4 separate regions of the Mus musculus genome follow, and regions 2, 3 and 4 are each linked to region 1. A link is a contact called in public HiChIP or PLAC-seq and promoter capture Hi-C data. All regions are on one chromosome and are shown on one strand. The core of a region is the stretch at or near the end of the contact, and the rest is flanking DNA. Distances in the headings are between cores, read along the strand shown.

Region 1 (6,933 bases), core at 1,267-3,766:
AGAAGCTTGGGAACCTCAGCTTCAGCATCCCACATCTTAGACTGTGTTTACCCAGCCCCTGGGAAGACTTGGGGCTTCCCTAAAGCCCAGCACCCAATGGCAGCAGTGCAGGGTAAACACTGTCAATTTTTGCTTCTCCAGCGGGTCCTCTGCACCCCAGCAGCAGGGTGGAATGCAGGCCCTCAGAGACTCAGTTTTCATCACAAACAATTTTAAACTTTTTCATTCTTATGAGTATCTAGATGGACATTCAAAGTTCATACATGGGTTGGTGTAATTCTACAAGATAAAGAGCTGCTTATGTACTCCAAGCTGTTTAGCAGACCCGGTAACTCCTCATTAAATAGAAATTTCCCATTGCAATTTAGTGACAACCAAATGTGGCACTCCCATTTTTAACATGTGTTCCAAGGGAGGGTATTAACTCCACAGGACCACAAGTCACTCAAGCCACTCAAGCCACTAATGCACCTAAGACCTCATTCCCATTTATAAAACATTCATTTTTGATTTGACTATTTTACACACTTGTAACATAAATTTTAGTCATTTTCACACCTGCTTCCCCTTCTCACCCCCTCCTTCACTGGAACTCCTCTTCTAAACAAGTCTCAGCTTTACTTTCATGTCTCCATTTTGAGTGTTGCTCAATGAGTTTGCTAAGGGTTGCTTGCCTGAGTGTACATGGTGGTCCCTCTCACTTTTATTCTATGGTGTGCCTTTGAGGGACTCTGTTTATTTCTACTTGAAACAGAGAATGATCATGCTGGTTGACACTCAACATAGTAAAGAGTATATACATACATTCAGAAAAAGTATATATGTATATATACATATATATATTCAAGCACACATTTTTAAATGAATGCACACATATATATGTAATACACACACACATCTCTTTCTTTATCTATCTATCTATCTATCTATCTATCTTTCGTCAGAAACCTGACTTAGTGGTACTGTCACTGATGTGATTTGTAAACTTTGTTCCATATTCTGCACATTGCTAGCATCTTTAAATACAAATTTTAAAACAATATAGTTTAAATAGCATTTAAAGTGAGACCTATAGCCTCAAGGGGGACTAAATTCATTAGATTCTAATATTTTCATCCCATCTAATGAAGGGTTGACACTTCTTCATTAAATTTAGATTAGACTCTGAAACAAATGATCCTGATTTATAAATATATGTTTTTTATTTGACAACATTATACATTTTATTGTTTAAATCAAGTGTTGTTTTAAATTGCATGTTTGTTTTAGGTGATCCATAATTCCTACAGTCATCCTAGTGTATCAAGGACTTCTACTGCTAAAACAGTAATTATTGCAAACATTGTAAATCACAGTACTGGGGGACAAAAATATTTTAGAACTGTCTTCTTGCATTGGCATTTTCTTGTGTGTGTGATCTTACTTGTATTCTAATTTTACAGCAAATTAAATAACCGTACATAATATTTTAAAAGTGGAAAGTATAATTCTGCCTGTGACAGAAAAAAGATTCTAGAAATAATAGAAATATTAATTGTATTGGACCAATGAGAACCACAGAGGATTAAAAAGAAGAACATAAAGACAAATATCATCTCAGAACTGTCTTATTCGCATTGTTTGTAGCATCACTAAGCTCAGTATAACTCTGCAACTATTAGATATATATTTCTTGAATGAATGTCTTTTGAATAAAAGGATGATTATGAAGATTTTCTCAATTTACCAAATCTCTTGAAAGTCAGAGAAAACATTTCTATTTTCACTGTACACGATGAAGCAAGATAAATATAAGTGTCATTTGTATGCAGTGATGCACTTTTAAAACGTGGGAGGCAGAGTGATGGAGTGGGGAAAAAAATAGATGTTTTCTCTCAGTAGCACTTTGAATGATAACTTGTAGATCTTCTCAAAGTTGGGATAGGGATTCTCCTGCTTAATATAGACTTTGGTACATGGTAGGTGTTCAACAGAGGTAGTCCTATACTATTAATTGTGAAGACTTGTTCTATTAGTACCCTAAACTTCTTAGGAATTTTTAAAGATTCTTAAGAATCTTTTATTTGTTTTATAAAGATTTCTGAATTTGGAAAGTAGTATAAGTGTGCAGTTTTGATTGTCATGTGATATATTTATAGCAGAGTGTCGTGACAAAGTATCCATTCAAAAGAGACAATTCTGATTTTGTAATACAGATCATTGTGTCTGTCCTTAACGTGGGATAGAACAGACACGGTGAAAAGTGTGTGGTGCATTGACAAGTTTGCCCAATGTGTCAAGTAGTGGGATTTGTTAGAAACCAGCAACAATCACAAAAGGCCACCATCCTCTTGACCCCACCAAGGGGAATCTAGAGCCCAGGTCTTTTCTATGTGTAAGTAGCCCAGCCTGGCCGAAGCCCCACCCCCAGAATAGTCCTCCAATCGGCTGCGCCGCGCCAGCCCGGCCCTCGCGTACCACGTGACTCAACCCAGCCCGCTTCCGGCGCGTCGCGGGCGGCTGACGTCCCCGGCCGGCGTCGCGTCAGGGCTGGCCGGCGGCGGTGGTGGCTGCGGAGGCGGCAGCGGCGGCAGCGACGGCGGCTGCGATGGTAGCGGAGCCGGAGTGGGCTTGAGGGCTTCCTCCCGCGTTTCCTCGGGCCGACGCGGCGCCGCGGGCCCGGCTCACTCGGCTCCCGCTCCCTCCCTTGCTGCTGCCCGGGCAGACTCGAACGAGGCCCGCGCTGGCCTCCCTGACGCGCCCCGGCTCGGCCCCGGACGGCCCGGCTGCTGTGCGGAGACGAGGCCGAGTCGGTAAGAGGCGGCGGAGGGGCCTGGAAGCTGCCGGGTCCCCGGGCTGCGCTCGCGCCCGCGTTGCTCTCGGCCGGCGTCCCGCTCCCTGCCATCCGCTGACCCTATTGTCTGCGCGCCGCCGCGCTACCCCCGCCTTCCTTCCCTTGCCGGGCCGGCGGCTGTCAACCTGCAGCTCCCGGGCTCCGGGCCAGCCGCGCCGCGGCCTTTCCTGGCTCCCCTTGACACCCCTGCGAGCCCGCCTCGTCCCCTCTGCTTAGCTTCGCGGTCTTTCCCTCACCGCTCTCTAGCTCTGTGTGTCTGTCTCTTTCCTCTCACTGTCATCTCTGCAAACTTCCACCATCCTTACAACGAACTCTTTTTTACCGCTTTCTGGTCTTTTTTCATTTCTCTTTTTGTTTCCTTCTCCCCTTTCTCGCTCCCTGTTCCACAGTTTCACTTTAAGGGTCTGTCCAATAGATTGTCTTTCGTAAAAGTTCCTAATTCTGCCGCCTCCCTCATTCTCCTGTCTCCTCACAAGAGAATGGAAATCGTCCCTGCCTTTTGAGGTCCTCATTCCTGAGAGTCACGGGGGATTAGATTTACAGGCTGGAAGTTTGATCTTAGGAAATGTTAGCATAACTGGCAAACTGCCTCTTCGGATTCTATTTCTGTACATTGAAGTAACAGCCTTGTATGTTGCACACTTACAAGATTTCTATTTAAAATATTTATGTTTGTTCCCATTACACCTAGTGTGTCCTGGCTATGAATCTTAACCTCACTGATGCCATGTCAGGATATTCTATATCCCCTTAGGCACGACCTTGTAAACTTGATCCCCCATATTTTTGTAACAAGCGTTGATGCTATTTCTTTTCTTCCCTTTTCAGATTAAAAAAAAAAAAAAAAAACAGGAAGGGACATTTGGAATTCTGTTTGCTCTTAAGTTTTACCTGTTTTAAACAGTGGCTAAAACATTATAAGATTTTTCGTTTGTGTGGGGATTTTTCATTTGTGTGGTGTTTATTTTTTTTTTTTTTAAGCTAGAAAGATCCTAGTGAGTAGTAATGTAAGAACATGTTCTAAGCATCTCCCTCCAACAAGAGCAGCGTTAGATTCCTGGTCCCCAACCCGTTGTATTTTGATAAGACCGTGCTTGCCAGTTATTATTTTCATTCCACTATTGATACCTTGAGAATATATGCATTCTCTTCAAATACTCGGTAGTCAAAAAGGCTGCACGTGTGCTAGGCAAGCCAGTGTGGCCAAAAGATCATTAAATACTTAATGTAAATGGGCTATAGTGAAGTATAGTGAAGTAACGACTCCTGCAGGTTTTTTTTTTTTTTTTTTTTTTAATTGTCATTATGGGCACAATGTTGAGTTAATAATAGAAACCTTACCCAGAGTCTGGCATAATTTGATTATGAAATGTGAAATTTAAGAAAAATCACTTGAAGCCGGGCGTGGTGGGGCATGCCTTTAATCCTAGCACTCGGAATCTCAGCACTCGGAATCCCAGCACTCAGGAGGCAGAGGCAGGCGGATTTCTGAGTTTGAGGCCAGCCTGGTCTACAAAGTGAGTTCCAGGACAGCCAGGGCTACACAGAGAAACCCTGCCTCGAAAAAAAAAAGAAAGAAAGAAATAAAGAAAGAAAAAGAAAACTCATTTGCAAGTCTTTATGTTAAAATGATGCTATGGTGTGCTGTTGAGATAGTATGCACTAACTACCCTGATTTTCCAGAAAGGTTGGTGAGACTCCTCCCTGACACAGTGCTTGTCTGCTGCTTTCTCCACGGGTTGTATGTTCTGACATACTAAATGATTTCTGGAAATTAAGTGGAAGACAATTAAGCTGCTCCCTTCAACAGTTTCAGTAAACACAAGTGTCTTCATTTTAAAACTCACAGTGTTTTCAGCCTTCCCTGGGTGGCTCTTTCCTGAGCATTTTTTTTTTTTTTTTGTCAGCTAAGGTTTGAGGCATTTTAGCTATTAGTCTTACTAGCTGTCGCTTCTCTTTAGCTGTTTTTCCTTTCTGTATTTATCTTTTATAAATGCCCTACCAAAATTTCCTTCATGTTGCATCCTACCTATAAGCTTTAGTGATTGTTCAATTAAAAGTCTGGCAAATATTGTAACGTCCCATGTATTATTTTGAAAATTAGTTAAATTCTGTCCCTTTAAACCGTATTCCATGTGCATCTCATGCGTTAGGATCTAACTTTCTTTTTTCCTCTTGAGGTAGTGGAAAGAAAATACTGAAGAATAGGATCTCAAGATGAGTAAAAAGCCCCCAAATCGTCCTGGAATCACTTTTGAGATTGGTGCTCGTTTGGAGGCACTGGACTACTTACAGAAATGGTATGGAAAATAACAGAATATTGACCCAAAATTTGTAGCTTTAATAAGTCACTTGCTATTCTAACCACATGTCAGTCGCATTAGTGTATTCATCCCTGAATACACATACACATTGGGTTTAGGGTTAGCATTTAAATACTTCATTGTACAGTGCTTTAGCTGTTTGAGATTTGAAAGTGTTTGTCTAGAGTAAAGGGCAGATAGAGAGGATGTTACCACTGAATAACTAACAGAGTTTCATTGGCAGAGGTCAAGGAAGGCTAATTCACACATTTAGCTTCCCAAAAAATTGTATAAAAACCATGATGTGTTTGTTTTCTTGATGTTTACCAGATAAATATTAATGATGAGGACTTGTACTTTCACAGGGTACATGTCTATCCTTTGCTATCCTACTGAAAACCAAAATCACGACCTAACCTCCTCCTTCCTTAAAGAGCAGAACCTCAAGTCATGTTGTAGCTGACTGTTGTCCCAGAAAGGCAGTCCTCTCAGAATGGCACTTTCTCCTCTTGTTCTGGTCATCTGTGGCAGGTGGTCAGTATAAACACCCAATGCATATATATCACTGACATAGTGGTGTAGGAAAGGGTGACATGCTAGTGTTCTGTCCACGTGGCTAGAGGGGGGAAACAGCATTCAGGGGTCACTGGCTCACAGAGCTCTAAGGATAAGGGAATGAGTTGCTCGTTTTGATTAATGGCTCATCACTCTGCCTTCTAGGCTCTTGTTGTCTTCTTGTTGCCATTCTTGGGCCACTGAGAGGAGCATTTGATAGGTTCTGCCTGGGACCAGTGTTGCCTTTGCTCCTTTCTGACACTCGTTTGTTTTGGAGAAGGGCCTAGCATAGCTACTCCAGGACTTTATTCACCACACACTGACTTTTTCTCTCACCATAGCTTTATTAAAGCCATAATGAGAGCCAGTAGATTTGCTTCTAATCTATTTGCATTCAGTCTACTTACTGAATAGGCAATGGCAGGCAGAAACCTTGTTTATGCATATTATTGACTTGGCTTTTATTAACATCTAGCCTTAGACCTTAGTAAGTCTATATCACTAGCTTAATGGCCTCACTTTTGGGTTCTTCTGTACTCACAGAGGTTGAGTACCACAGTTATTTTGCCTCTTTTCCCTAGCTACTCAGTGGGTAGTTCTTTTAAGGAGCCCGTTTCTTACCAGGTGGATAGTGTTTTCTTACCAGGTGGACAGTATATACACACACACACACACACACACACACACACACACACATATATATATATATATATATATAGAGAGAGAGAGAGAGAGAGAGTGTTTTTTTTTTACCAGGTGGACAATATATATATATATATGTATATATATATATATATATATATATATATATATATATAGTGTTTTCTTGAACTTGGGATGCACCTGAAAGATAGGCTTCATCATAGCAAGAGAGATTTAAAAAACAGTGTCTAGATTTTACCAAATGTCAGCAAGGATGTTTTGGTGACAGTGATATACTCCCAACTGCAAAATAATGGATTTACACTGTGCAGCAAGAGATGCCACTTTGTTCAGGACTTAGCTTTCTTGGTTGTGGTTAGCCAAGATTGTTTTACTGTGAAAATATACAATTAAATTTTTGTGAGATATGACTATAAAGAACCTTTTTTTGTGTGAATCTTTACTGTTTTCTTAAAGTTACTGCTTTTGTGAATACCAAGTTATTTCATATTCATATATTCTCATAGGCTTCTCAGCCAACAAAGTGCCAATGAGCTAGTGTTAAGCTTTAAAGAAGCACATAGTTTATTAGTTCATGCT
Region 2 (6,933 bases), core at 2,795-5,294, 1.8 Mb after region 1:
TACCACCTATTTTTCAATCTTCATTTTAGTCAATTTTTTAACTGAGAAATTAACAATCTGTGTACATACATAAATCAATTCTATATCATACAAGCTGTTTCGTTAATCTTTATAATATTCAAATCTGCTAAAAGGAATAAAGCTGTGCCCAGTATCCTGAAGTTGTATTAAAATAATTCACTTCCTGATGCACTTACAGAAATAAAATGCTAAGTGCTCTTAGGGCATTTTTATTTTTAGCACGTGCCTATGCTTAGTTTCCCCTTCAGTTCCCTTCTATTAAGGGTTCTTGAGATTGCAGGGTGATGAGGTATCACACCCAGGGCAAGCATGCAGTGTAAAGAATGGATCTGCATTAGTTTTCTCCCGGGACATTTATGGCTATTTCCTCCTCTTGCTTCTTTTCCCAATATAAAGGCTAAGCTGATCTGTATCTGTAGGTCAAATTCTTTTATTTTTTTCCTTCGAGACAGGGTTTCTCCGTGTAGCCCTGGCTGTCCTAGAACTCACTCTGTAGACCAGGCTGGCCTTAAAGTCAGAAATCCGCCTGCCTCTGCCTCCCAAGTGCTAGGATCAAAGGCGTGGGCCACCATTGCCCGGCTTGTAAGTCAAATTCTTGTCAGATTAGTTTTAATTTTTTTTTACATAAACAAGCAAAACAGTATCAGAATTAAAGTCGCCATGCTATTGCACCAGACTTTTGCCATTCTAGTAACCAATTTAAGGCACCAATCTGATGAAAAAAAGAAAGAAAGAAGGAAAAATGTTCTCTTCAAAATTTAAAAATTACTTAGGAAAATCTAGCTTCTAGTTCTGAAGAGAGTGCACCCAGGGGAAATTTCAAGGTTACATTTTTACTGTGTGTGGACCTAGACCAAATCTATTTTGACTTTACTCATGTCTGGGTATAACCGATTGTTGGCCTCTGCTGCAGGACTACCTCCTAGTGAGAATCTTGCCACAAGGTGATTTTGAGACACCACTAACTACCTAGAGTGGGATTCTTGTCAAATCTATGGTAAAACTTGACTGAATAGTGAAACAATTTGAACTACGTTTCAATGTGACTCCTTAAATGGTACAGCTTAAATCAGATGACAAACTTTCCACTCATTAATTGATGCATGAAAATATGGACAATGAATTCAACTCTGTCCCCAGGTAATGTGTGATAGCCATATTCAAGGAAACATTCATAAGCCATGGAGATGCCAGAATTCTCTTACTAAATTGTCCAACAAACAAATTTCATAAGTCAAACAACATTTACTAAGTACTATTTAAGCAGACTTGAAGGTACCCTGCTCTGTAAAATTCTCATTGAACTAACAACTACTTAACTTGTTTTGTAACCTTAAACTTTAAAATATCCAATTTCTTAAAGTGGAGGACAGCTGCTTTCCTCTCCCCCTCTACCTCACTGCAGCATTACTGTTTTCCTATTTCCCCTCAAGCAAGCTCGGAAAACTGTTAGCCCCTAACCAACTGTTCTTATATAGTAGAATATGCAAGCAACACCAGCAAATTTGAAACATAATTAAGTGGTTTTAAAGTATAAGCAGAAATGTACTTCATAAAAAAGTCACTTTATTTTTGGCATTGTTCACAATAAACACTCAAATAAAATGACTTTGGAAAATGGAGACATTATTATCTCAAGTTTCTTCCCCATGGGTCCTCATCACCTGGAGTAAAAGGTCCAAGAACTGTTGAGTTCCATAAACACGTGACTTCTGTGAAGTCAGCAAGGTCAATGAGCCTATACCAGGGGGTTATGTTGAATAAGGGCCACTGCCTCTATCTTTAGTTCCCTTTATGAAGAGTCAGGAAAACCAAACAAACAAAATTCCTTATATGTTACAGGAACTGTTTGGAGGTTGTGACAACTAATCACCCAACTACAGGATAGTATGCAGATCCTTGTCTGTAAGGGCCAGTGGAAGCAAGATTAGGAGGAGGTACAACACTGACTGCTGAGGAACAAGTAACAAGATGGCCTACTAACCTTCCCTTCCTTCTCCGAGAACCTCCAGGGCTGGGCTTCATGCCACACCACAGGGACTCAATTTCAGAGTGAGGGTTCTCCACTGAGAGAACTTTTTGAAAGTGACAATCATATATTCAGAATTAAAAGGAAAAGCACTCATATATCAGAAATGCTCAGGGTGAGAATCAAAACTTGAATTTACTAAGCCTTCTAACTTACATCAAATTTACAGAAGGGTGTCCTTCTGGCTGTTCCTTCACTATAACCCACTACACCTTTCACAAACCGGGGAGTCTTCTAAAGTTTAATATACACCTGGCACCTGTTTAGACTGGTTTTTACTGGGGGGGGGGGGGTGAGGCATCTCTTATCAATCTGAACACACTACACTGGAAATTTCCAAACTCCCAAATAAAGGCACACCAGGTCCGAGTGCGTGCCTGGTATTCTCAAAGTCATCTCCTGGAGAGCCGTTCATGTAGGAAAATCACTTTAATGTCTGAGAAGGAGGCAGGATCCATGCGCGCATTATGATCCTGCTAAAACTAAAAAGAAAGAAAAAACAAAACAAAACAAAACATGTATCCATGAAGAAAGGAAGGTCCGGATTAGCGACTGACAGTCCGAAAAGACCTGGGTTGGAAGAGTCCCGAGTTCCTCTGAGGGAAGCTGTGCACTGATGGGTGGCACTGGGTCAACGTGATTACTTAACCTTGCCAGCCAAAACTAAACTCTGCTCGGACCAGCCCCAAAGCTGGGGGTGCCGGAGCCTATCAAGTACTCCGGTGTCTTCTCGTTTCTTCCCGTGAAACGTGGAGCCTGACACCTGAAACTTCACCCAGACGCTACCGCATTTCGGAGCGTTTGCATTTATTTTTTAAAGTGCAACCGGCAAGAATCAGTTGTCGGCCGGCGTGCGAGAGGGAGAGATTAACCTATTTCCTGCACACACAGGAAAAGAACTCATGACAATTCAAGCAGTTCCCTCTCTTCCAAGTAACTTTTTGGTAACCATTCGTCCTGAAATAACCACAAGCAACAAACACTGGGCACTGGCATGGCAACGACCAGCGGGCGTGCCAGGTCCCCCAAAGGCGGGGTCCGTGGGTCTGCGACCCGGTCCGGCCCCGAGCTGCGGCCCCTCAGCCCTCAGCCCCCCAGCGCCGGTCCTGGCTCCGCGCGACTTTGGCGGGGAAATGCACTTCGCCGGCCCGGACGGGAGGGCAGCTCGCCGCGGGCCGGAGTTTCCGAAGTGTCCCGAGCCCTTCCCGTGGCCTCGGCGACTCCCGGCTGCGGCCGCCCGGGGGCCCACCTGCCCCAGGGCCGCGGGGCCGAGCCGCTGCCGAGCCCGAGGGGCGGCGCCGCCCCCCGCCGGCCGAGCGCCTGTCAGCCGCGCCTCCCAGGCCGCGCCTCGCCCCGCACCGCACGCGCCCAGCGCCCGTCGCACTCACCTGGCCGCTCTCGCCGACCGACCGCGCGAGGCCGGAGACGCGCGACGAGAGGCCGCCGCCCGTCGCCCGCCCGCCCGCCCGCCCGGCTGAGTCCACCTCCCGCCCGCCCGCCCGCGCGCGCCTCGCGCCCGTCGCGCGCCCGTCGCGGCCGGGGAGGGGGTCGCGAGCACGCGCGGGCGAGGGGCGCGGGCGGCGGCCGCTGGGAAGCCGGCCCGGCCGCGTCCGTCATGGCGCACGGCGCGGCGGCCGCTCGCTGCGTTCTCTCCGTTCGTTCGCCTTTAGTTTGACCTTTCCCTCCAGTGTGTCTGAGGAGAGCGGCCGTGCGCGCGCGCGTGTGCATGGCTCTGGGTGTGCGCGCGCGCGCGCGTGTGTGTGAGTGGGAAGGGGCCGGGTTCGTTCCCCGACGCCTGACGTCACTGCCATGGCAACGGCAGCCTCCACCCCTCTCTTCCCGCTTCCTGTACCCGCCCCCCTCGGCACGTTAAGAGGCGGGGCTCACGTGCTCACTGAGCGCGCGTGCGCACGCACCCGCAGCGCGGGGGGCGCTGGGCGGTAACGAGGCGTCCAGGAAACTCCTCCTTCTCCTTGCGGTCCCCCGGAATTGGGCCAATATGGAGAGGAGGTGCTAGGGGCGGGCGCCCTTGGTTGCTAGGTTGCGTGAAAAATATCCTGAGGTAGTGCGAAAACTCTCCCTCCATCACTGAGCATGTCTGGGGAAAGGGGGCGTGTGAGCCCGAGTTGGGCGAGGTGAAGGAGGACGTTCAGAGAGTAGCAGAAAGAGGCTGGACATTGGGGACAGGTCAGAGCGTGTCGAACTGGGACCGCGTGGCTGCTTAGAACGGTTTACTTCTTCCCACCTCCTTGTGTGATCATGGGCATGCACGTTAAACACTCTGAACTGAATGTCCCAGCCAAAAAAAAAGAAAAAAGGGGTGGGGGGGATACTAAGAAAATCTGTCACAAGATGATCGTTAGTACTAAAAGAGAGAACTTGCGTAATGACTTCCCTGGTGCGTGGTAAACACTAAACATCTAGCTGCTATTGTGGAGTACATGGCCTAAGAATTTTGCAAGTGGGTACAAGGGACTCGTGGTTTTCTGAGACAGAGTCTCACTATGGAGCCCTCTTTGTCCTGGAACTCAATAATGTAGACCACCAGGCTAGCCTAGAACTCAAGAGCAGTGTGTGTTAGGATAAAAAAGCATCGGCCACCTTCCCTGGAGTGACATTAAATGATCACAGTGGATTACTGTCATAGCCTTTAAAGTTCAAGGGTCCTGTGGCTTATGAAGCCACCTTTTAGGAAGAGGAGAATAAAAATTTGCAGGGAACACTCTTTCCCGTTAAAGATCTTCCCCTGTGACTATGGAATCACTTCTCAATCTCATGCTGTCTCGTTCCCGCAGAGGTTTAGAATGCTCAACTTAAAGGGCTGGACCCTTAAGTTATTTGAGGAGAACGGTTCTGTACCACCCACAAAAAAATCAACAAAATTGCCCTTTCCTCTGATTCCTCAACCGGTGTTAATTTACTGCACGTTTTCTTTAAAGGTGCTCTTCAAATGTGTAGGTATATGAAGAAAAGGTAATTTAGCTAACCGGCATTTTCCAGTGGTCAAGTGGGAAAGAAGTTTGTTGTCCAACCTGCAGGCATGCAATGACCAGATCTGGGGAAGGCAGGCTCCTTAGATTTCAGACTAGCTGGTTACCTCCTCAGTCCTCAAACCTCTGATTGAAACTCTTTTTAAGTTACCCCTTAATTACAGTCTGCCTCCCAGAGTCTCTTGGCTATTGCAGGACTATTTCTACTGTTGCTGTTTCTGCTTTTGAACCTCAAATCTAAGCCTGGCCTTGATAGAGAATGTGACCCAAGCTCCGCAGATACACTCTTGAGTTCTCTACTTTCTTCCAAAACTAGTAGTATTTATGTGGCCCTTCTAAATTCCCAAAAGGTTGCTGGAATTACTCAGTTGGAATGTATCAGTCTCTTTTCCAGAGCTGCTGGCATACCTCTCTTTGGACACAGTTCTTCACAGGCTTCATGTTCTGCCATCTGCAAAAGTCCACACTGAACATCCATGTTTGGTCCAGTGTATCACATAATACCTATTTCTTTAAACTTAGGTCATCGGCCTTCTTCCTTGGCCTGAAAAGCCATACAGGAAGGAAGCATGTCCATTTCAATTTGGCTATACCCTACCTCTTTTTCATATCACACACAGGACGACTTAAGCAGCCACCTAGCAAACTGCTGGCTAGGCTCCCTGCCTATAAGGTTCTTAGAAGCAGAGTTGACCAACTCTGGCATATGAGAACTTAAGATATCTTACACGCGTTGGACTACTCTCAAAAGTAGCTGAAACTTCAAGGTTACTCCTGTGCAGTAGAATTAAGTGCTGACAGTAACAAGTTGCTAGGCAGAACAAGAAATGAGGAGACCAATGAAAATTGTCTACTTTTGTGAACCTAGGATTTTTCAGATGTTGTTAAGGGTGAGGCAGACAGTAGACGAAATGCCCAGGGTCTGTCAGGGGTGTTGCTCCTGGAAAGAGAGCACTTATGTTCAAGAGGAAATGCCCATATCAATCAGGATTTATTTATGCTGGACTGGTAGCACCTGTCCCTGCATCTGATTTGGCACCGTTATCTGAAGCCCGATGGCATTCTTGTGTGTACTTGTATCTACTCTTGTGTTTCTTTGACATGCTATTTAATTCTGTAAATAAATTTTCCCAAACTTATTTCTCTTATTGTTCATTGTGCTCTTGCAGCTGCCAAGCACACAGCAGCATTGCCTCAGAGTCATCCTTCATTTCCACTGTGTCCATTCAGTTGGCATCTGCTAAAAGCCTTCCTTTCCCATGGTTGATGTTAACCAGTTCGTCCAAACTGGTGTTTGTTGTCATGGTACAAGCCATTTTCTGTTGGTGTATTTTTGGGGGGCACTTTAATGGGTTCTATCATCTACCACCCTTCCAACCCTTATTATACATCATTCCCTTCCAACCACCCAACACTAGGTAGGAGAAAAAGGTTAGAGAGGAAAGGTGGCATAAACCTCTTTAGACTATCTCCTGCTGAGTAGGGGCATCCGGTTCCTTGGAGGCCAGTCCAATCTCTACTGTCAGGATATCTCCAACCAACAATCCAGAAAAACTGCAAAACAATAGCAATCCAGCAATAGCAAACACAGCAGCAGGGACCAGCAGCAGCAGGGGCAGGGGAAGCATGCCCTCTCAGGGTTCTCTGTACCCTCTCAAGAGTCCCCAGAATTCCAAACACAAACTTTCTGCAGCTGGCCAAACTCATGCCCTTCTTAGAGCACGAGACAATCAAAGTGGCTGTGGACAAACTGAAGCAGCCCTGTATCTCACATCTGGGATAAAACAAAAACATATTCATATAACTTAACTGGATTGTTTAAGAAACCAAGATTCTCTCTATAATCTTCCTTTTTTAAGACTCATTCCCAAACTACTAACTTGTCATTTTTGT
Region 3 (6,933 bases), core at 3,276-5,775, 1.7 Mb after region 1:
TAGCCAAAAAAAATTAAAAAGTACAGAATACCCAAGATATAGTTCACAGAACTCAAAAAGTTCAACAAGCTGAAGTGCCCAAGTAAGGATGCCTCAGTCCCACTTGAGAGAGAGAAGAAAGCAATCACAAGTTGGGAGGGAAGGAGGGACCTGGGAGGGAAAGTGGATGGGGCAGGGGGAAGGGTGTGGGGAGGGAAGGGAAACTTATCTGGTATTGGGTGAGGAAAAAGAACTGAAGCCCTGAGGGCCAGCACAAAGAATGAAAATAGGCAACCTCAGGAAATAGGAAGTTGGGGGGACCCCCCAGAATGCACTAGAGACCTGGGAGGTAAGAGACTCTCAGGAATCAAAGGAACAGACCTTAGATGAAATGACTGACAGTAGGGAGATAGAACTCACAGAGCCCGCCTCCAGCATGAAGACAGGGCATGGGAAGTGAAGAATAGGGTTGCCATCCCACAGTCACATCTCTGACTCATAATTGTTCATGTCTGAAAGAATTGCAGGGATGGAAATGGAGGTCCCGTGACAGGCCCAAAGTGGGATCCAGCTCAAAGGGAGGTCCCAAGACCTGACACTATCACTGAGGCTATGGAGCACTCACAAAAAGGGACCTATCATGACTGCCCTCTAAAAGACCCAACAAGCAGTTGAAAGAGTCACCCAACCAATGGACAGAAGCAGCTGACCCCTGTTGTTGAATTAGGGAAGGCTGAAAGAAGCTGAGGAGAAGGGCGATCCTGTAGGAGGACCAGCAGTCCCAATTAATCTGGACCCCCGAGATCTCTCAAACACTGGACCGCCAAACAGACAGCATACACCAGCTGATATGAGGCCCCCAACACACATACAGTAGAGGACTTCCGGGTCTGTGTTCATTCATAGATGATGCACCTAACCCTCAAGAGACTGGAGGCCCCAGGAAGTTTAGAGGTCAGGTGGGGTGGGGGGATGGGGCATCCACGTGGAGACGTGTGGGAAGGAGGTGTGGAATGTGGAGCAGTGGGAGGGTGGATGGAGATGCAGGGAATGAAATATGGAGTGTAAAAAATAAATTAATTTTAAAAAAGAAAAGAAAAGATACCAAACAAGTTTAATAACAAGTTTTTAAATACACAATGACAAAGAACTGGCCTGAGAATTTATAATGGTTTACTGACTAGTCTCAAATCAAAGATAACACCCAAATGGAACTTAGCCTCTTGTAGTAATAAAATTCATAACTAATGAGCGTCTTCAGGGTCCAAGGAACTCACAACACCCACTCCTCATGAAAATTAAAAGAAAGTTTTGTTTTGTTTTGTTTTTTAATTTTTTTTATGTTAAGGCTCTTTATTTCCTTTTTCTTAATTAGATATTTTCTTTATTTACATTTCAAATGTTATCCTCTTTCCTGGTTTCCCCTCCGAGAACCCCCTATCCCCTCCCCACTCCCCCTGCTCATCAACCCACCCACTTCAACTTCCTGGCCCTGGCATTCCCCCACACTGAGGCATAGAGCCTTCACAGGACCAAAGGCCTCTCCTCCCATTGATGGCCGACTAGGCTGTCCTCTGCTACATATGCAGCCGGGGCCATGAGTCCCACCATGTGTGCTCTTTGGTTTGTGGTTTAGTCCCTGGGAGCTCTGGGGGTAATGGTTAGTTCATATTGTTATTCCTCCTATGGGGCTGCAAATCCCTTCAGCTCCTTGGGTACTTTCTCTAGCTCGAGAAGGAATTTATACCCACTTCTTTTGGATGAGAAGTGGAGGCCAAGAAGTTGTGAACTTAGCCAGGATCACTAGTCAGCAGAAACAATACTACCATTTAAGACCGGGTCCATCTGATTTGACCCAATTCCTACACTGCTTCCATGGGCTTTAAATGCAAACATGGAGTCTTATATCAATAATATAAAATTAAACCATAAGCCACACCCTCAAGAAATACCCTTAGTCATGCCTCACAGTTGTTTTTCCTTTTCATTAACACTTGTGGCCTTGACTGAGAACTGCTGGCCTAATTGCAGAAGAAGAGCAGAAGGAGTTTATGCAGGAAAGAAGTTTTCATGACTTTTGGTGCTTCTCTGGAGTGTCTTCTGTCATCTCTGCCCCTTTTAAATTTAGGTTAACTTTTTATTTTTGAGAACTTTATGAATGATTACTAAATTTACATCATTTTTCCTCCTCTTCCTCTTCCAACTTCTCTTTTCCTCCTCTTCCTCCTCCTCTTCTTCTTCCAACTCCACTCATGTTCCCTATTTAACTTCTCAATTCATGGACTCATGAATGTATGTATGTATGTATGTATGTATGTATATGTATGTATGTATGTATGTATGTATTTGGAGCTGACTGAATGAGGTTTAATATCTTATCAGGAAGCTTACCCCTAGAGAAGACTGGTTCTCTCTCTCTTGCTTTCTCTCTCTCTCTCTCCCTCTCCCTCTCCCCCTCCCCCCCTCTCTTTCTCTCAACAACCATTAAGAACCTATAGTTCTTCATTTAAGAGTTGGACATCAGGAAACTTCTCCCAACCACATTGAAATGTCAACTGATGTCATTTTTCATATGTGGCTTAGGTATGATTGAGGTATGATTCATATGTGGCTTAGGTAACTGTACGATTGAGGTTTCATGGATGCAGCTTCCCTGATACGTCTAGAAGCTGTTCTTTTTTTTTTTAATATTTAACTTTTAATTGATTCTTTGTGAATTTCACATCATGCACCCCAACACCACTCATTTCCTCACCCCTTTGTACCCACCCTCCACCCTTACCACCACCCCACCAAAAGAAAACAAACAAACAAACAAACAAATAAATAAATAAATCTCCTTGTGGAAGCTGTAGTATATCCCACAAAATCTCCTTTGTCCACACTTTTATACTTGGAAATGTTCATTGCAATGAGTCATTGATCTGGTTTGAGGCCTCTGGCTTCTGTTACATTATCAATACTGGATCCTCTCTGAGATTTCGTGCAGATATCTTGTTGATGCCCTGGGTTATGCAGATCCTGCAGTTCTGAATCTGTAGTTCAGGCCCTTCATGTGCTCCAAAAATGCTCCAAAATAGATGGGTTAGATGTTGGAGTGGGCCAACTCACAACCATGGATCTGGGCCTGGGTGGTAGCTGAGCTGGTCAGCTTGCCAACTCTCCCATACCCATCCCACCAGGATGAGCTCTCCAGGGCTGCAACTGGGCAAGGGGCAGAACCAGCTCCTACTCTAATGCCCTCAGAGCTGGCTCACTTAAACCCACTCCAGCAGAGCCAGCTTTATGGTGCTGCCCATAAAGATACCAGAAGATAGATACCAGATTCAAATAGTATGCAAAGGCAAAGAGAGTTTATTCTGAGAAATTACCAACATGCAGGGGTTGCGTTCATCAAAATAGCAACCACCAAAAGAGCTGGCAGGGCTAGGGGAATTTTCCAGAAGGGTTAGGTAACCTCTAACACCATTGGCTAGATGTGTAGCAGCAACATCAGTAGGTTTTTGTTTATACTAGTTCCATTATATTTGGTGGGACCTTGAGAAAAAATCGAAGACTAGTTCAGCATTATCTCCTCAGGCCAGGTGTTCTGAGAACTGTCTCAGCTCTGGAGCTATTCTCCCTAGTTCAGGGTCATCACTGACTAATGGCCCATTGTTTATGGATTTCCCCCAAAGGAACCTAGTTCATTTTCCTGGGAAACTGAAAAAAATTCATTCCCAAGGTTTTTAGACCCCCTCGGGTGCAGGGCCCACTCTCCTGAGTGCTGCAGGATGAAACAACTCTCCCACTCTTAAGACCTCATGGCCAGTTCATGAGGGGCAAAGTGTGTGTGTGTGTGTGTGTGTGTTTGGGTGGGTATCTCTCCCTTACCCACGACACTACAGGGCAAACAAGTGGCAAGGCCATCTCTTTAGGAGATATCCTTAGAGCTTCTGTCCAGATCATCTGACTCGTACTTATTTTTTTGTTGTTGTTGTTCTTTCTTCTGCCCTACTCCCTGAACCTTGGGTATTAGGGGTTATGTTACAGATGGATCAGATGGAGCTGGGTACTGCACAGTCCATTCTCTGTATTTTGACAAGGTGTAGCTTTCTATAATGGTTTCTAGATCATGGGTTAGGCCTATACTTCTCTGGGGGTTGGGGGAGGGTATAAGAGTATGTATATAATATGCAGTTAGGGATTATGGATTATGGTAGTTTGGTTCTCCTTTAAGCTGAACTATGTGTCACAAAGCTCTTGGCATCCCACAAAGGTTTATAATCAATCGTACCCAAAAACCGCAGGGAGCTGGCCTTCATCTTGGTTGGAAAAAAACTGCTAAGACAGGCAGGCATGGTGCCAGGCCACACAGGAGGGAGCAGCAAAAGCTACCCCAGAATTAGGTTGACAGTTCAAAGGAGCTCTAACTTGACCCCAGTCTTGCATATCAACCGCCTCCTTGATGGGAGGGGCATGTTCCCCATGGAGGGCACAGCATGGCATAGTCAGAGTATGACAGAACACTGTGTGTTCAGCCGAAGAGCGCTAGCTTAAGGGTGCTGGCATGCAGCTCTGCCCTGGACAGAGAGACATTTTCTAACTGAGAAAGGACAAACGCGTGCAGCTGCTCAGTGGAAGGCACCGGGAAAGGGGGGAGGGCAGCCCAGTAACCCAATCCTCTTATCAGATCAGCCAGCTTTGAGCTGCCTCCTCTTCTCTGCTCTGTCCCCCAATCAGTGGCACTTCAGCAGCCAGGTCCTGTGAAACACACCTGCCATTTGTTCTGTGCTCAGCTCACCCTGGCAGACATGAGATCACACGGGGTGAGGTGGGGGGGGGGGGGGGAGTGTCTGCTTGTCACCTGCTCCTACTGATGTTTGATTAGGCTGGCCTGTCTGGCGTTTGAGCCTTATATACCCTATGTGACGATTGGGTTCTTTATGATCATTCAGAGTTAGTGGCAGGATTGCAAAGATTTTAGAGCATGCTTTGGGGTTTTGTTTATTTCTGTTTTATTTTGAACCAAGGCTTGAGGAATAGGTGAGGATATCAAAAATCATGTACAAAAATCGTGTTGCTTTTTGAGGAAAAGACTCCCAAGCTTTTCCCTGAGCCCTAAAGTATGTGTAATCCTTTAAATTAGAACAATTGCCAGACAACTCTCTCCCACAAAGGGTCATGGTATCATTTGCCAAGAGTACCGTGCAGTGGGCAGCATGTCAAACTGTGTTAGCAGACCAAGACTCACTCACAAACTACAAACAAAACCTACCGGAACTACTATGTAAGCTGTAACAAAGATTTGATCCTCGATAGAGTGGATTCTTTAGCTATTATAAGAGATTTGATTGGCTTTTCTCAAGTATTCCTCTCAATCAATCTTTCTCTCTCTCTCTCTCTTTCTCTCTCTCTCTCTCTCTCTCTCTCTCTGCTCTGATTTTATTACCCCTTTTATTTACCAGTGGATTTCCTCTAATCGTTGAGTCTGGAAATGAAATACTGAGAAACTAGGGTAACCAGAGGAGTTGTTATAAAGTGAAATCAATAAATCACTCACAGTGCCTCTGGTGGAGGTTAGATGCATATTGTGCCATTGCTATCAAAGTAAAGCTAACCCTGCAATCTCAAGAGGGGAGAGCATGTTTTTCACAGAATGCATGATCATGCCAAATAAAGCACAGAGCAGGATCTAAAATGCCTAAATCATTGAATAGGCTACATGTAAGTCACTCGCTGACAAACACACGTTATGACTATTTCAGAAGGTCATTCTAAGGAGGCCACCAGGCAAAATCAGGAGCCAGTCACCAGTCTTAGAAACTAGAATCCCACAAAACCTTAGCATGAGGCTGAGGAGGAGAGACTGAGGTCCAGCAGTTCCCAACTGTAGAAAATGATTATGTAAAAGGAATTGTAATGTAGGGGAGAAGATAATCTCATGACGCTTTCTTAAGGCATTATAGTCCCATGAATCCTCATACATTCACAAAGGAATTCTACTCCATCCCATCCCGTACAGATCTGCTCTCTTTCAAGAAAACAAGTAGTCTCACCTGAAAGAAACAGCTATGTGACACCCCTCTCTTAATATATGCAATGAGTACATAATTTCCATGCATATTTTGAGTTGTACATGGAAGATCTTCCAAAAGCATTGTGGGTTTGAAGACTTTCAGAAATGGGGCTTAGGAGAACTTGTGAGATCATGAACTTTGACCTGATCAACAGATACATACATACATACATACATACATACATGTGTGTGTGTGTGTGTGTGTGTGTGTGTGTGTGTTGGGGGATGTTTTTGTGAGGTAATGTAGACTAAGTAGAGAGGACGAAGGTCAATACAGGAGTGCTTTTGAAAGATCCTTAGTCCTTTCTCTCTGCCTCTGTGCTTCTGGGTTATGTAAGGTAAGCAGCTTTACTCTACCACATGCTCCCAACTATGATAGCCTAGCTTTGCTTCAGATACACAGGAATGAGCCAGTCAACATCAGACTGAGATATGAATCCAAGTAAAACCCCCTTCTCTTGTATTCTCAAGTATTTTATCACAGTAATGGAAAATTGACTAAGACACATAAATCCTTGAAGAACACACTCCAGCTACACCAAGCATGAGATAATAAGGAAATACAAGGTCTGATGGGACTACATTACAGATGAAGGCAAACTAGCAGAGAAGCTCTACCTCTAGACTCTCAGTTCATCCAACTGTATACAACTCAGGTCCTTGCCTGCAGTTTGCTGTATCAGTGGAAACAACTATGCCTTGAGGGCTGGAAAAGAAGTATGTGTGCCCTCCAAGGCTGTTGTCAGCCACAGGTGGCAGGGATGCATCAAGACTTAGATTCTTTATGAGTTGGTTGGGGAACTCTGAGACGAGTGCTCACCTTATTTCTTAGAATCCTTCTTGTGTACCTTCCAGTTGCCCACATGACTAGGTGCTCAGTCACACTCCTTGACTAA
Region 4 (6,933 bases), core at 1,643-4,142, 1.6 Mb after region 1:
TCTGGGTTCCTGCCTACAGTACCTGCTCTGAGTTCCCTCTGTGATGGCCTATGACCTGAGAGTGACAAGCTGAAATAGACCCTTTCTTCCTCAAGTTACTTATGTCTACACTTTAGCACAGCAATAGAAACTCTTAAGGCACTGTTTGTTTGTTCGTTTTCCTAAAATAGTCTTTCCTACAAGAGACCTTTTATAAAAGAAAATATAACAGATCTACAAGGAAAAGGAAAAATAGATAGAAACTTATAGTACTAAGAAAATATTTTAATGAATACCACTAAAATGTGAAGAAGCCAGGCAGTGTCTGCCTGGGCCTGGAGAACAGCTGCTTCTCTTACATTTGCTGAGTGGGCAGCACCCACCAAGGAGGCAGTCACTGTAGCTGATGGGGCACTACCAGTTGAGAAGATGGGGAGAGGCACAGAAGGGACTGTTCTTGCATACCTGGGTGACAACAGAGTAGGTCGAGGAGATAGAGGACAGCTCCAGAGGATAAAGAGGTCTGTGGTCTTACTCAGGTGACTAAATGAAACTCCACTAAAATACCTAACACGTACACTCTGACCTGGGCCTCCTTCCTCAGGCTACCCCAAGGGCAGCTGTGCTACACACTCTCATCATATCATTCCCAGCCTGTCCTCGGTCACCTGGAATTGCTTCATGAGCAGTTAAGACCACGCTGATGATGGGTTTCTTCGCTCCAGAAAGCTGCCCTGCCTCCTTTCCTGAGATCTTCTGGACTTTCTCTGTTTTCTGAGCCCGGGGTCTTTTTGAAGCCTTTTCTCGATCATCTTCTTTGTATGTCTTTTCTAGATCAAGGTCTGACTCGTTACCTAGGAAGCAAATGCCAAAATGTATAAGCTTTCCATTCATACCAGCTGGAAAGGAAATATGCCTCTTACCAGAGGTGATAGCAAAGGAGATGCCTCCGTCCCTCTATCCTCAGACCCAACCCCATTCTTTCTTTCTCTTCCTGGCCTACAGTACTTGCAGAGCATTCTGCTGGCTCATCCACCATTGCTGGATCTTCACAAACTCAATGCAAAACATGTTCACTGTTTCCAGGTCACAGCTGGGTACTGGGAATGCACTGCTGGGCAAAGCAGCATAGACCCTTGGCTCATTTTCATGAACCATCATTAATATCAGCACTGTAGAGAAAATGATTAGAGAGTCACAGTCCAAGAACGCCCTTCTCCTAATCATCTTATGCTTCCCAGGCATGTTCCCTGTGCCAGGCATGGTGGACATACGGTAAGAACATACCAAGCCCTCAAGGGCCCTCCACTCCAGAGAAGACAAAGAGATAACAAATGTGATCAAGAGTAGTCTCTGTTCTGTGTTGTATGAAACAAGAATAAGGGACAGGATGGTAGAGGTTACCTGATAGGTCAGAAAGGCTTTATGGAGCAGTTAGCTATGGCTGACTGAAAAAGCGAGGGTTAATGAAGCACTGGATGGGGAAGATGGGAACCAGTGATGAGGACAAAGCTATGTGTGCGGTCTTGGGAAGGTGTGTGATAATAAACAGCAATGCTCCAGTCTAACAAAAGAAGACTGAGACAATGGATAAATACTTGGCTGAGCATCCTGGTGGCCACACCTGCAGGAGAAAGGAGAAAGTGACCTAAAAAGATGTCAAGACTAAGAGGTAAATACAGGAAGGCCATGAATGCTGAGAAGAGCATCAATCTCCCACGGGTGAGACACTAAGCCCAGTCAACCTGCACAACAGAAGATAGACTGTGTCTGGCCTGGCCCTGCTGGGGACTCCTGGGATGTGGAGTGATTGTCATGTCTTTTGATGGCTCCAAAAAATGACAATACGTCCAGGTTTTTACAGGAGCTGCTGTTTTTTCAAGGCTAGTTGCTACCTTACCTTTCTTAAGACAATTGGGAAGCCAAGCAAAACATATTTAGGGCATCATGGGACTTCTTGGTTCACATATGCATCTCTTGAAGGTAATGGTGAGCGACTGATGCCACCTAATCCAAGGAATAGCTGAGCTGGCTTAGAGTTTTACATGTATGCCATGTTGTAGAGAATGCAGTACATGGACTGGCAAACCATTCAAATGCACTGTAGAACAAATGCATCAGTTACAGACATACGACAGCAGCCATGACAGGTTCAGCGATGGTATTAGCCTAAAGAGTAAGACTAGCCTTCATCTGTCAGTGAAGGACAAAGGAGCACTCTAGAATGGAAACACCTGGACAGTCCCAAATGCGATAAAGCAGAGGGAAGGAGGGGACAGAGGGCTTTACTAGAATCATCAGGCCTGAAATGACCCACCTGAGGACCAGATCTTCAGAATATCAAAAGAGAACACTGAGAGTCATTCCACACGCCTCTGTATGAGACATGTGTGCAGCGGACAGGCAGCAGGGAAGGCGGGGTTGGAACGTGCAGGAATATATGTGGTTATCAGGGAAGTGAGATTGAAACCAAGGAACAACAAGATAGAGACTGTGGAGTGGGGTAGGGAAATGGGCAAAGGGAGACAGCCAGAAACCGATCTTCCTACATCTCAAGTCAGCTCCAGCCAGCCCGACACAGTGAATCAGTCCATGTATAACAGATAATGGAGCAGCCATGCTGGCTGAGGTGAAGCTAAGGAAATAGAACAGTCAAACCAGGCATTCACATTGTGCCCCATAAACCAACAGTACTTGCCAGGTTCCTGGATCATCCCCGGCTTGCAGGAGACAGTCTGGGTTAGTCTTTAACAGAAGAGTATTAGTATTAAATATATCAATGTCAAACAAAAGAGAGAGGTGATGGGAGGCATCATGAATCAGCATGGCATGCTGCTCTCCAAGGCCCAAGGTCAAGGAGCAACGCTATATTAACACATTCAGAGCCTGAGAGTGAGCGACAGGATGGGCACAGCACCTGGTCTCCAAGGTTGCTGGCAGACGCTCCGTGTTGGGAAGCTTGCTATGCAACATGCCTCAGAGCAATTGTTGCCTTGCCTGATTTTTTTAGTGGCTATTACAAAAACATTTCCAAAAGCCTCCCATTTGTCTGAGTCACAGAAGTCTTTTCGTCGCCTGGATATCGGGTGATGTGTGCACATAAATACTACAGTAGGATATTTTGGATGCTATAAAAAGGTAGAACAACATTTAATGGATTTTTTTTTTTTTGCTTGTAAAATGATGTCTCACTCTATAACAGAATTCACCATGGGATATGATTCAATATGTGGGAGATATGCCAAGGATAGCTATGTTGACGTAAAAAAAAAAAAAGGACCTGAGAGTCTGAGTTTACCATAAGCTTAGCCTGGTGAACAATATAAATCCACAACAAGCAAACAAGGGTGCACACTATCAGCCAGGGTAAGAAGAAATGAAGAAGAGGTCCCACCCAGCATAGGGGATGAATGGTAGCAAGCTCTGCTATAGGCACTAGGTGTACACACTGGAGAAATGAGTGTGAACAGTTGGTGGCTAGCAGAGGGTGAAGGCTTGGAAGCCACCTCCTATTAAGAAACACTGGAGGGACCTGTGTTGGCCCCAGTAGAGACTATGAAAACACCCCTGACTACTGCAGCTACTCCGATTCCCTCCTGGCTGCAGTGTGATAGGCTGCTGGTATGCACCTGGCTTCGTTACTTTCCCCATCATTGTGGCAAAATGCCTGACAAAGCAGCTTAAGTGGTACGAAGATTGCGTTAGCTAATTGTTCAGAGGGAGCAGCCCACCATAGCAGGTGGTGACAGAGTTAGCTCCAGTAAATGGCAATGGGAGTGTAAGATGTCTGGTCATATGACTGTGACAGTCAGGAAACAAAGAGTTCTGACCAGAAGTTGTAACCATCAAAGGTCACCATCAACCAGTGTCTCCTCTGCTAGCCATGCCTCCACTCAAAGAGTCCCACAGCTACACTGCCCCAATTCTACCCTCTGAAGGAATGCCACCACTCTTTGTAGGAACTGAGAATACATTGCAGCACCTGAAGATCCAGGCTTGGCCACTCAGGGCTGAGAGAAGGCTGTCAGGAGTTTCTGAAAGCACTTTTCTTTCTTAATAAGCAAAATATTGCTCACAATCTTAACGAGGTCCACTTGTTGAACTGAAGCACTAGCCACTAAGAGACCCCAAGGAAAAGCTTGTTCATAATGCTCATAAAGAAAAAGACAGTCCCACAGCATTGTCACTCAGACAGCCTGGACTACCAACCCCAGACAGCTTGTTCTGTGGAGAGTTCTGCTCTTATCTAAACTTGTTTTTAACTGGTGCCTCTGGTAAGATCTTTACACTACCCTCTACCTTAGCTCCAGAATGAACCAATCTACAATCCAAATCTAATCAAGTTACTCTCATGTGTGGACCCTTTAATGCCTACCCTGCTGTCTCCATTAAGAATTAGTATGAAAGTCTGCAAAACTCCCACAAACCATCTGTCACACCACCCACTGAGGCCAGAGTCTTGACTTCCAAGGGACACCCTCATATGCATATCTTCTCCCACTCAGGGTTCCAAGTACATGGGCCACAAACTGACTCAATCACGCTGCATTTCTTCCCTGGACCTACACATCTTCCGTGATTCAAAGGGGGACTGCACTCTGCAGGTGGCTGTTCCTCAAAACTCACGCACTGAAATCTTAGTCCCTGGTGGGATGGTGTTGAGAAGACGGGAAACTAAAGCAGAGATCAGAGTCAAAAAATAAGGGCTGCCATAGGAAGAAGGAAACGAGGCTACCTGTAGAAAAATGGATGGAATCGGAGGCCGCTGTGCTAAGAGATAAACCAGACGCAGAACGATAAATAGTACATATTCATTCTCTCTCTCTCTCTCTCTCTCTCTCTCTCTCTCTCGTGTGTGTGTGGGGGGGGGGACCGGAGGCCACTGTGCTAAGAGATAAACCAGACTCAGAACAATGAATAGTACAAATTTTCTCGTGTGTGTGTGTGTGTGTGTGTGTGTGTGTAGACATGTTTATATTTGTATGTGCATTTATGTGTGTGTGTATGTGTGTGTGAGTATAGAGGGGGACATGGAAGTAGAAAGAGGCCATGGGGGAAGGAAGGACAGAGGGGAAATAAGAGAATGGGAGAGAGGATGATAGAGATATTTTATTTCATGTTTTCTCTCTCATAGGTGGAGAACGTAAATATAGATAGATATACATGCATATGACATGAAAGTGGAAGGCAGGCTATTTGAGGAAAGGAAGGGAACAGAGAGAAGTGGGGAAATAAATATGACCAAGCTACAGACTCTGTGTGTGTGTATGTGTGTGCGTGCATGTATGAAATGCCACAGTGAAATCTACAAGCTTATATGGTGACCCACAAATTTAATTGGAAGAAAACCTAAAAGTCAGAGCAAAAGAGAATCTTACACCTCTCAGCGCTCAGGCGTGATCACCACTCTGACATATCCTCCAGCAGAGACACTCCTGAGTCCCTGGCCACATACAAATGGCCTATACCCTACTTAAGCGGTCACTGAGGTGGAGCCAGCACAGAGTCACTCTGAACCCTGTCACAGGCTGCTACTGCTAGAGTCGTGTGGCTGCATCCCAAGAGTCCAACGCCCACACCTATGGCAGTGTCCATGACAAACCTTTCCCTAGGGAGACATAACAAGCATCTACCCTGTCGTTACACGGAGGGTACCAACAACAAATAAAAGCACAGGTCTACCAAAAACAAACTTCCAGAAGCAATTCATTTGTGAGGGGTCACTCAGGAGCTGTTAACTAATTTGTGGGTATCACCAACCAAAGCAGTCATACCACTAAGAACTCACACTTACTTCTGCATGGATGACAACTGCACAGAGGGAGTTCCCCCTCCGTCAACGCTCCACATGCTATGGACTCTAGGACCTCTGAGCCCACGTGCAACTACGGCAGAATTATGTGCAAGTGACCAGGAAGGACAGGCAAAAGAGGCTGGAATCTCAGGTAAGGGTCCAGTTTTATTTGAGAGAGAGGGAGGCTGGTTTCTGCTCTCTCCATTTGAGACAATGTTTTCCATTTGTTATGGATGGGTTTAAGATGAATCTGAACAATTGGTGTCCAGAAGGTGGCGCTGTCTGGAGAGGCTATGCAAACTGCAGACACTGACCTGTCTAAAAGTAGATCTTTGTGGGCATGCTCCGAGGCACTCCTGCCTGTGTTCTCTGCCTCTTGATCCTCAAGGGCCCAGCACAGCACACAGAACCACCATGCCTTTCCTGCCGTGATGTATTTATTCTACTGTCAAAAACACTGAGCCAAAATGAACCTCTCTTCCTGCAAGCTGCTTCTGTCAGGTGTTTAGTCATAGCAATGGGAAAAACAACCAATACATCTCCCAGTTGCTCATGACCTCTCTCTCTGTTTTTCAAACACAGTTGCCTTTCTCCCACTGAAATACCTTCCAGACTTAGGCTGACAGTCATGATGGTGGGTGCTTCTTTAAGGGCATGGCATTTACAGCTAGCATGCTTCAAGTCCTTTCTTTGGGGTGTTTTAAACAGTTTCTTGTTCCTCTGACTTTGTGAGCTTTTCTACTTTCTCCCCCACCCCTGCTGATGCCTATATTCTCTGTAGCTTCCTTTTCTTTGGAAAACTCAATAGCTCTGCAATGCATCTGCTTTTTGGGAAACCATGTTGGATGTAGTCCTACTGTGTGCACATTGCCAATGGGCCAACATACATATCCATTGTGTGCACACTGCCAATGGGACAACACATATATCCACTGTGTGTATACTGCCAATGGCCAACATACATATCCACTGTGTGCACACTGCCAATGGGCCAACATATATATCCACTGTGTACACACTACCAATGGGCCAACATACATACCCACTGTGTGTACACTGCCAATGGGCCAACATACATATCCAACAGCCTGCTAATAGCAGAGGAAAGTCAGTAGGCAAATACCACTGTGTGACTCCAGTCAGGATCTTCCATGGCAGGG

The links. Promoter capture Hi-C pulls out the DNA fragments that hold promoters and counts their contacts. HiChIP or PLAC-seq counts read pairs in DNA pulled down with a chosen protein or histone mark.
Region 2: an H3K27ac HiChIP or PLAC-seq map of extraembryonic endoderm stem cells shows a contact between it and region 1, with 10 times the contacts expected there. The contact joins the enhancer-like site here to the promoter of Phf20l1 in region 1. A contact is called at or near these places in 10 of 39 promoter capture datasets (the 3T3-L1 cell line, 3T3-L1-derived adipocytes, the C10 cell line and 6 more), 6 of 484 Hi-C or Micro-C datasets (CD4 T cells, cerebral cortex, muscle stem cells and 2 more), 6 of 115 datasets of contacts at active chromatin or transcription factors (astrocytes, double positive thymocytes, extraembryonic endoderm stem cells and 3 more) and 3 of 9 other capture datasets (adipose tissue, liver and macrophages).
Region 3: an HNF4G HiChIP or PLAC-seq map of pancreatic cancer cells shows a contact between it and region 1. The contact joins the enhancer-like site here to the promoter of Phf20l1 in region 1. A contact is called at or near these places in 6 of 39 promoter capture datasets (the 3T3-L1 cell line, the C10 cell line, the HPC-7 cell line and 3 more), 1 of 115 datasets of contacts at active chromatin or transcription factors (pancreatic cancer cells) and 1 of 9 other capture datasets (adipose tissue).
Region 4: a contact with region 1 is called in a promoter capture Hi-C map of hippocampal neurons, with 5 times the contacts expected there. The contact joins the enhancer-like site here to the promoter of Phf20l1 in region 1. A contact is called at or near these places in 5 of 39 promoter capture datasets (the HPC-7 cell line, hippocampal neurons, liver and 1 more) and 2 of 115 datasets of contacts at active chromatin or transcription factors (extraembryonic endoderm stem cells and large pre-B cells).

What each region holds. Positions count from the first base shown.
Region 1 is chr15:66,575,056-66,581,988 of GRCm38.p6, forward strand. Phf20l1 (PHD finger protein 20-like 1) reads left to right here and starts at 2,517. Exons shown (of 21, transcript NM_001081409.1): 1 at 2,517-2,792; 2 at 5,014-5,133. The coding sequence starts at 5,051.
Region 2 is chr15:68,359,432-68,366,364 of GRCm38.p6, forward strand. No RefSeq gene overlaps it. Among named protein-coding and RNA genes, the nearest start is that of Mir30d, 22 kb to the left of the region's middle. Within about 2 kb of position 4,045, at least 408 of the 459 cell types and tissues checked have an H3K27ac peak or open chromatin away from gene starts, as enhancers often do. A contact at or near this core is called in the HPC-7 cell line, adipose tissue, astrocytes and 13 more, where this site is marked.
Region 3 is chr15:68,282,701-68,289,633 of GRCm38.p6, forward strand. No RefSeq gene overlaps it. Among named protein-coding and RNA genes, the nearest start is that of Zfat, 27 kb to the left of the region's middle. Within about 2 kb of position 4,526, at least 109 of the 459 cell types and tissues checked have an H3K27ac peak or open chromatin away from gene starts, as enhancers often do. A contact at or near this core is called in hematopoietic stem and progenitor cells, liver and pancreatic cancer cells, where this site is marked.
Region 4 is chr15:68,186,404-68,193,336 of GRCm38.p6, forward strand. It overlaps Zfat (zinc finger and AT hook domain containing), which reads right to left. Exons shown (of 16, transcript NM_001145888.1): 4 at 648-833. Among named protein-coding and RNA genes, the nearest start is that of Zfat, 69 kb to the right of the region's middle. Within about 2 kb of position 2,893, at least 6 of the 459 cell types and tissues checked have an H3K27ac peak or open chromatin away from gene starts, as enhancers often do. A contact at or near this core is called in hippocampal neurons, where this site is marked.